3 separate regions of the Sus scrofa genome follow, and all the other regions are linked to region 2. The links are chromatin contacts, called in public Hi-C and HiChIP or PLAC-seq maps. All regions are on one chromosome and are shown on one strand. Each heading gives the region's core, a stretch centred on a gene start, on an enhancer-like site or on the middle of the called end of the contact. The rest is flanking DNA. Distances are from core to core; before and after follow the strand shown.

Region 1 (2,700 bases), core at 96-2,595, 100 kb after region 2:
TTAAGCAAAGGGTAAGGTCGTGAAACTCAGAAGTGACTTGTCCAAGTTATTCAGTAATGAACAGAACCAGAAAATTAACTCCTAATTATTTCGAATTAACTAATTCCTAATGAATTGAACTACTTCCTGCCGCCCCATGTTTACCACTGGCCCGCCAACACAGAAGGCCATGTAACCATTTCTGCCTGACTCCTGGCTCTGCGGAAATGGCCTGTTTCAACCGGAAACAGAAAATGACCGCTACCAACGCCACCTAGCGGCAGGCTGGGGCCGAGCTAGCAGGTAGGAAAGCCGCAATACCGGAAGGGGCCGGCTGTTTCCTGTAAAAAACGCAAAGGAGCAGAAGCTCGGAGGGCCAATCTCCCAGATTCCCCAAGCGTTTCCAGCGCCTTCGGCTCAGCGTTGTCGTACGTGCCCTTTTGCGCAGGCGCGGGGGCTGTCGCGCAGGCAAACGCATACGCAAAACTGTGCGCGTGCCCGTTCTCCGTCCGGCGCATCGGTGCTATTTCGAGGGTAAAGCCTTTGGAGCTGTAACGCGAATTTGGTTCTCTGAACTACAACTCCCAGCATGCCTCGCCCTTTATATTGGTGCTAAGTGTGATCTCCTAGGATAGGTCAAAAAAAAGACCTAAGTGACGATGACGTACAAAGCAGGAAAAAAATTGAATACGTTGTTTGAGCACGTCTTTCGCAGCAGCCCCAGTGGCCTAATGGATAAGGCATTGGCCTCCTAAGCCAGGGATTGTGGGTTCGAGTCCCATCTGGGGTGGTTGAAATTTTAGGTGAACTTCTCAGTGAAACTTTTGCCTCTTCCCCCTTACACATAACTTTAGTGACACATGCTAACTTTTTAACGATGAGAAAAGTGTCTACGATTTTCTTCTAGGTGTGGGGCTAGTTTGCGAGAATCAACATACTCCCGTTTCCTTGTCTGAGCCGCAGTCCTGTTAAGATCTCTAGGAAGTCAATATGCTGAGTTTTGATATTCCCTCTAGAAACAAAAAAACAGATATATCTTCTCAGCTTTCTATTTCAAATCGACACCCACTTCCGACATTCCCTCATTTTCTCCAGACTCAGCGGCCGGTCAGTTAATGGCGTCTGAAGTGACGCAGTCAAGAAAGGACCTCCTTTTCCCTCGCCTGACCTTTCTCCAGGGTATTCAGTTACACTCGGCTTTCGTTTGCTTTTCTCTTAATTCCTTAAGGTGTCGCTCGACGTTCGATTAATAATGCTCCTCAAAGAAGGGAAGTGAGACATTCCACTGCCCTGCAATGAATAGGGGGAGCCAGCAGTCTGTTGCGACCGTACCACTAATCGGCAGGGCGGGGGGTGGGGAGCAGGCGTAAGAGGGGCCTCAGGGCGCCGCCCCGCCCCGGTCTCCGAGGACAGGAAAATGGCGGCCTTAGGCTCACCCGTGCGCACTTGGCGAGGCCTTCTACGGGAGCTGCGCTACTTGAACGCGGCCACGGGCCGACACTATCGTGACACCGCGGCCTATCGGTACCTCGTGAAAGCTTTCCGTGCACATCGGGTACGGAAGCCAGTGTCCGGGTGCTCCAGCCTCCGCTTTCCTGGGAAGGGAGGGAGAGTCGGTCTGGGCGGAAGTGCAGCGCTCCGGGCTTGAGCGCTCATTTCTGAGGCCCTGCTTCCCTGCAGAAAGCTCCAGCCCCTCGGCCTTGGTCTGCAGCCTAAGTCTGAGAGCCAACCCAGGGTCCAGGGAGAGCAAGATCTTCCTAGGGTGGAATCGCCCCCTGAGGATTTTATTGGCATGTGCGGAGGGGACAGTGAGAAGAAACTGAAGTGGTGGAAAGAGGGACAAAAGATATTTTTGGTGGGCAGTGTAGGGTCACTAACCACAGGATCTATCCAACCCTTCTCTTCCCCTAGGAGAGCTATTCTGAGAGGCAGTTTTTGGTGCAGAGCTTCTCGAAGAGTAGGGAGTTCCCATCGTGGCTCAGCGGTAGCAACCGGACTGGTATCCATGAGGATGTGGGTTCAATCCCTGGCCTCGGTCAGTGGGTTAAAGATCCTGCATGGCCATGAGCTGTGGTGTATGTGCAGACGTGGCTTGGATCCAGCTTTGTGGCTGTGGTGTAGGGCAGCAGCTGCAGCTCGGATTAGACCCCTGGCCTGGGAACTTCCCTGTGGCACAGGTGTGGTCCTAAAAAGACAAAAAAGACACCACCACCACCACCACCACCACCACCACCACCACCACCCCCCCCGGCAAAAAAAGGTCAACTAGAAACCTCTACTGAGGTGGTACTGTGACTTACAACATTAACACGATTTATGGCCAGGTGCCGATTTTCCACGTGTCGGAGGTAAATAGGAACTTATGGGAGGCCATCTTGGAAAATCCCTTGAGAAATCTGCCCAACCCACACCTACCCCTTAAGCAAGATCAGACGGCAGATCATTTTTCTCAAATGGGGCAACTGAGGCTCAGGGACAGTTGACCTGTACAAGCACATGTGTAGGAACTACTAGAGTCTAGGTAACTTGGTTCACAAATAAGAGTCTTCCATTTAATTGCTTACTTGATCTTGGCTCTTGTCAGCTGAGTCGGCTCTCACCTGAAGGAAGGAAACTTAGAGTCCTTTGGGTGATGTCGGAGAACCCTTGTGCTTTTGATTTTTCTGAGCCATGGAAGTTAGAATGTAAAATGTTATGTGAGCCACACAGGAGGTCCAAGAA
Region 2 (2,700 bases), core at 190-2,689:
ACCATCTTTATACAAATGGGGAAAGTAATAGGAGGGATTAAAAAAACCATCTAGTAGGAATTTGTCTATGACATCACACTGACTCAGAGTCATTAATTGGTGTTAACATTGTTAATCTGGTTGATGAAATTAACAGCTGCAGATTTTAAATGGGCAATACTACTCATTATTTTGGACTTTACACTATTTTTTGAAAAAAATTTAAATAACTGATTTACAATTTGATGTTAGTTTCATATATGTGTTTTTTCAAATTCCTTTCTCTTACCGGTTATTACAAAATATTGAGTATAGTTCCCATTCTTTTATTTTTATTTTATTATTATTATTTTTTGGTCTTTTTGCTATTTCTTGGGCCGCTCCCGCGGCATATGGAGGTTGCCAGGCTAGGGGTTGAATTGGAGCTGCAGCCACCGGCCTACGCCAGAGCCACAGCAACGCTGGATCCGAGCCGCGTCTGCAACCTACACCACAGCTCACGGCTACGCCGGATCGTTAACCCACTGAGCAAGGTCAGGGACCAAACCCGCAACCTCATGGTTCCTGGTCGGATTCGTTAACCACTGCCCCACGACGGGAACTCCTAGTTCCCATTCTTTTAAATATGAATTCCAATTAGTTTATTACAGGCGTGCCTACAAGGCATTCCCAAATAAGTCTCCTCCCTTATCCGAAATGGGTCATTTAGTATTCTGCTTTCAAGAGAGTACATCCCTAAAATGCCAACAAAACAAACTGTTGGGAAGGGTTTTTTTTTTTTTAATTTATAAACAGCTTAGACTTTATGAACAAACCCAGAAGTGTTCATTTGTCTCTTCAGTTTCCAAACTGCACAACGTTACTGAGCATTTTACGACCGTGTCACACAATTTCTGCCATAGCCGGGCGAGAAAAACAGAAGCCGGTGTAGGAAAGGGAGGCCTGTGGCAGTTAGTGTCGCGCTTGGCGCAGAGAAGTCGCAGAGCGAGTCCGGCTGGAGTTAGCCATTTCCTTTCTTCCCTGATACTTCGGACTGCGGGCGGACTATGTGGGCCGACACGGAGCAGGTCCAAGCGTTCGTTCCTCTGCCTTTTCCCCGCATCCCCAACTCTGGAAGCGAGGGCGGGAGGCATGTGCTGGGCGCTACCGGGCGCCATGGTTAGGTCGGTCGTAGGCACATCCGGACTTCTGCCCTCGGTCGAGCCCCACGCGCGCTTCCAGTTTCCCGAGCGAATGGAAAGCTTCTTAGGAAACCCCAGACCCCTCCTCTTGAGGAAGGGCGCAGACGGCGTCCCCGTTTCCAAGGAAACTAGGCCTGCCATGACGTCACTTCCGCTGACCTGTCTGGACTCCAGACTGTTGGGAGAAAAAGAGGAAAACTGAGCCACAGCCACGACAGTGGATGCGAGCGTCTGCCGTCTGCGCATGCGCCCGCTCAGCGGCCTGCTTCTATTTATGTGGGGGATCCAACATGGCGGCTGCGGCGACCCTGGCGATGGCGGTGCAGCCCATCAGAACGTAGTGGCGGGGAAGGGGGCACGGTCCGCACTCACGGTGGCGTCGGCGGAGACAGCTGAGGGTGGTGGAGGGAAGAAAAGCGACGGAGAGCAAAAGGAAGGGCAGGCAGGCAAACAACTCGGCGAAGAAACGAGCGCCGGCTCGAGCGAAGGCAGAGGGCCAGAACAGTGGGGATGGCGGAGCCACGCAGAGTAGCGTTTATTAGCCTGTCACCGGTGAGGCGGCGCGAGGCCGAGTACCCGGGGGCCGAACGCGAGCCCGAATACCCTCGCGAGCCCCCCCGGCTGGAGCCGCAGCCGTACCGCGAGCCCGTCCGGCCGGAGCAGCTAGCCCCGCGGGAGGCTGCCCCCCGGTCGGACGCGCAGCCCCCGCCGCGGGAGAAGCCGCTCCCCCAGCGCGAGGTCAGCCGCGCCGAGCCGCCCATGTCGCTGCAGCGCGAGCCCCCGCGGCCCGAGCCGCCGCCGCCGCCGCCGCCTCCGCTCCCGCAGTTGCACTTGCAGCCGCCCCCGCCGCGGGAGTCGGTTTCCCGGGCCGAGCCGCAGCAGAGGCCGCCGAGGGAGACCGTACGCCTGGAGCTGGTGCTCAAGGATCCCACCGACGAGAGCTGCGTGGAGTTCAGTTACCCGGAGCTGCTACTGTGCGGAGAACAACGGGTACAGGAGATTCCTCCCTCATCCCCCAGACCCCGGGAGCCTCAGGACCCGTCCTCCTTCCCCAGTGGTTTTCGCCTTCCGACGCCCACCTGGAGCATCTCGGGTCGCCCCGGAGGGTGGCTGGAGGGGGCAGGGGCCGAGCGGGTGGGTGGGTGGTTGGTGCTGCTTTCCTCTGCTCCCTAGGGTTGGCCGTGGTTCCCACCGGGCTCCATCGAGCCCCCCTCGTGAGCCCGCTCCAAACGCCGTTCCTAGCCAGCTTTTTCTTTTTGCTTTCCCCACAAAATCTGGGGGCCCTGCAAGTTGCGTTGTTGGGTTATGCTGGGGGAGCTCTAGCAGTGCTTTCAGTAGAAAGGAAGAGAAAACCTTGGGGGACACGCCCCCCAGTCTGAAGCAGAGAGATTGTGTAACCCCTCCAATATCATCCTCACCTTCGTCGTTATTTGTTGTGCTCAGCGTTGAGATGTGCTTCGGAGCCTGGGGTATTTTTCTCAATTGAAGGAGATTTAAAAGTAATCTAAAAATTTTTCAGATTAAAGATTCCACTTTAGGA
Region 3 (2,700 bases), core at 134-2,633, 120 kb after region 2:
AGTTAATTGTTATACAAAAAAAAAAAAAAAAAAAAAAGTTTAAATATCAGGACAGGGCTCCAGGCTGGGCATTTTCTTTCTTTCTTTCTTTCTTTTTTGGCTGCGCCAGAGACAAGTAGAGATTCCCAGACCAGGGATGGAACCCGCATCAGAGCAGCGACCCCCACCGAGCCGCGGCAGTGACAAGACCGGATCCTTAATCCGCTGTGCCCCAAGAGAACGCTAGGCATTTCTTTTAGCTCACTTAGGCCTCCCCACAGTGCTAAGGTATGTATGTTTATCGCCATTAGACGTGAGATTAAGAAATAAACTGCTGAAGGTCCCAGTTAGTAATCCGTCCTTTGGAATGCAGGGTGATGGCAAACCCACAGGCTTTCTTTTTCGTTGTCAATGCTGCTGATATACTGAAAAGGCCTTACCCTACATATTTAACTTCGGCAGGAAAGAAATTGGCTACAAGATTACCTCCTTTCCTTTCTCAGAATACTGCTTAATATTTATAGTTTCTAATTTAGAGTAACAGCTTCCTGCTATATACGTTAACGATGAAAAATCCAAGGAGGTTAGATGGCCAATTTCCTAGTGTATTAATTTCGGGCATTATTTCCTGAACTTGACTTACTCCAGTTCTGGGGGCTTAAAGCCTCCCTGCTTTATTAAGGTCATTTTTTTTTTTTTTTTTTTTTTTGTATTTTTGCCATTTCTTGGGCTGCTCCTGCGGCATATGGAGGTTCCCAGGCTAGGGGTTGAATCGGAGCTGTAGCCACCCGCCTACGCCAGAGCCACAGCAACGCGGGATCCGAGCCCCGCCTGCAATCTACACCACAGCCCACGGCAACGCCGGATCGTTAACCCACTGAGCAAGGGCAGGGATCGAACCCGCAACCTCATGGTTCCCAGTCAGATTCATTAGCCACTGCGCCACCACGGGAACTCCTATTAAGGTCATTTGTTAAAGTCATTAAGGAAAATGACCCAGCTGTCAGATCTCCAGGGCTCCTTCCATAAGGGGTCGGGGAGCAGGGAGAAAAAGGTCGAGTCTACACGATTTTCAGGTCGGCCCCTGAAAACACGTTAACCTGTGAGTACTCATCAGGAATACGCCCATAAGACTGCTAACCTCAGTCGAAACGACGGGCATGGTCTCTACTTACTTTCGACTGGGGCAAACCCTCTGGCTAACCTGGGTCTGATTCGCCAGCAAGGCGTGCGGCACTGCCCTAACAGACCTTTTGGCGCCCCGGGCGGATCCGGCTCGCAGAGCCGTTGAGGCACCAGAGTCTCGCGAGATCGAGGGGGGGGGGTTGGCAGGAGCGGAAGAAGGCCGCGTGCACGCGCCCGAGAGCCGTTAGGGTGGAGCCCCTCCTACGCGGGGCGGGCGGAGTATATACAGTTGAACGCCGGTTGGTGGAGCCCCCGCGGGAAACGACTAAGCGCGAGGAGCGTGCGCGCTCACGTTGCGGCGACGGTGGCGGCGAGCGGCGTCAGAGCTTGGAGGGGGGGGCTGACGTTTTCCGGCGGGTGGCGGTGTTGGAGACGAGAGCTTGCTTAGCCGGTATCGCTTCTCTCCCAGGAACCCGACGGAGCGTGAGGGAGCGAGGGTCGCTTTGGGGGGCTGCTGCCTTCCACGTACGCGTCGTCTTGAGGAACGCAGCCCGGACTCTCCTGCAGCCCCTCCGGCTCCTTTTCCGCACGCCTTGAGGCAGCGGCGGCAACCAAGACAGCGTCTCACCTCCCCCAACCCCTTCCCCCTGCCCCCTCCCCCCCGCCCGAGAGGGCCCGGTCTGCGCCCCACCCCGGCCCGTCCGCCCGCTACGCCGCCGCCATGTCGGCGCAGGCCCAGATGCGCGCGATGCTGGACCAGTTGATGGGCACCTCCCGGGACGGTAAGTCTCTGCCACTGCCCCGGGGGTGGGGGAAGGGATCGGGAAAGCGAGGGGCAGGGGTTCCGCGGGTGCACCTGGGCTTGCGTGTGTGGCTGAGTAAGGGGCTCCCAGATTGGTAACACGAGGTCCCAGCTCCTGTCCCATCCAATCATGGCTGGGCAGGCGGGCTTGGGGGGCGGTGACCGAGCGGATTGGCGGGAACTGCTGCCAATGGGGTCAGGCGGGGCCTGGAGGCTGAAAGGAGAGTTGAAGCGTTCAGTGTTGACTTGGCTGGGACCGGAGAGCCCACGTCTCTCTTGGGTAGTCGGCCGGCCTGTTTTGTGGCTGATTGGGTACCTGGACCGCTAAAGCCTCCGTCCCCCTGAGCTAATTTCCGAACCCAGAGTTTTGGGATCATCCCTCGCCGCCGCCCTCCAGAGAATCCAGAGAGAAGTGACACCCCCTCTCCCCCGCCCCTCTTATCTGGGTCCGGAAAAACCTTTTTCACTAGGAATCCAGTCCCAGAGATGCACTCTCGACCCCCACAGAAACAACTGTTCTTATGGGGAAATCTGACCCAAACCATGGTTTCTTGAGGTGGGTGTGTTTGGCCCATTTTGTAAAAAGAAAGTGTTACGGCCTGTTTTTTCCGGGAGACCTCCATTTTGTTAGACAATTTAATAGAGGCTTTGTTCAGTAAATATTGACAAATCTTGCTTGTTGCCCAAGTAGAACCATTTTGAAAATGTGCCCAGTGAAGTAGAATTGAGGGAAACAACGATCCTTTTAGGCGCTTAGGTTAGAATTTGTGTAGAAAACCACTAATTGCTGGATG

What was found. A called contact is a pair of places that touch in the nucleus more often than the background predicts. HiChIP or PLAC-seq counts read pairs in DNA pulled down with a chosen protein or histone mark.
Region 1: a contact with region 2 is called in an H3K27ac HiChIP or PLAC-seq map of alveolar macrophages. The contact joins the promoter of FMC1 here to the promoter of UBN2 in region 2. A contact is called at or near these places in 5 of 47 Hi-C or Micro-C datasets (embryonic fibroblasts, fibroblasts, heart right ventricle and 2 more) and 2 of 2 datasets of contacts at active chromatin or transcription factors (alveolar macrophages and skeletal muscle).
Region 3: a contact with region 2 is called in a Hi-C map of skeletal muscle, with 4 times the contacts expected there. The contact joins the promoter of LOC102162486 here to the promoter of UBN2 in region 2. A contact is called at or near these places in 3 of 47 Hi-C or Micro-C datasets (heart right ventricle, liver and skeletal muscle) and 1 of 2 datasets of contacts at active chromatin or transcription factors (alveolar macrophages).

The regions. Positions count from the first base shown.
Region 1 is chr18:10,349,017-10,351,716 of Sscrofa11.1, reverse strand. FMC1 (protein FMC1 homolog) reads left to right here and starts at 1,345. Exons shown (of 2, transcript XM_005657736.3): 1 at 1,345-1,534. The coding sequence starts at 1,397. It overlaps TRNAR-CCU (a tRNA gene), which reads left to right and starts at 697; the gene lies at 697-769.
Region 2 is chr18:10,449,982-10,452,681 of Sscrofa11.1, reverse strand. UBN2 (ubinuclein-2) reads left to right here and starts at 1,439. Exons shown (of 16, transcript XM_021079092.1): 1 at 1,439-2,150. The coding sequence starts at 1,671.
Region 3 is chr18:10,331,910-10,334,609 of Sscrofa11.1, reverse strand. LOC102162486 (putative RNA-binding protein Luc7-like 2) reads left to right here and starts at 1,383. Exons shown (of 11, transcript XM_013990780.2): 1 at 1,383-1,886.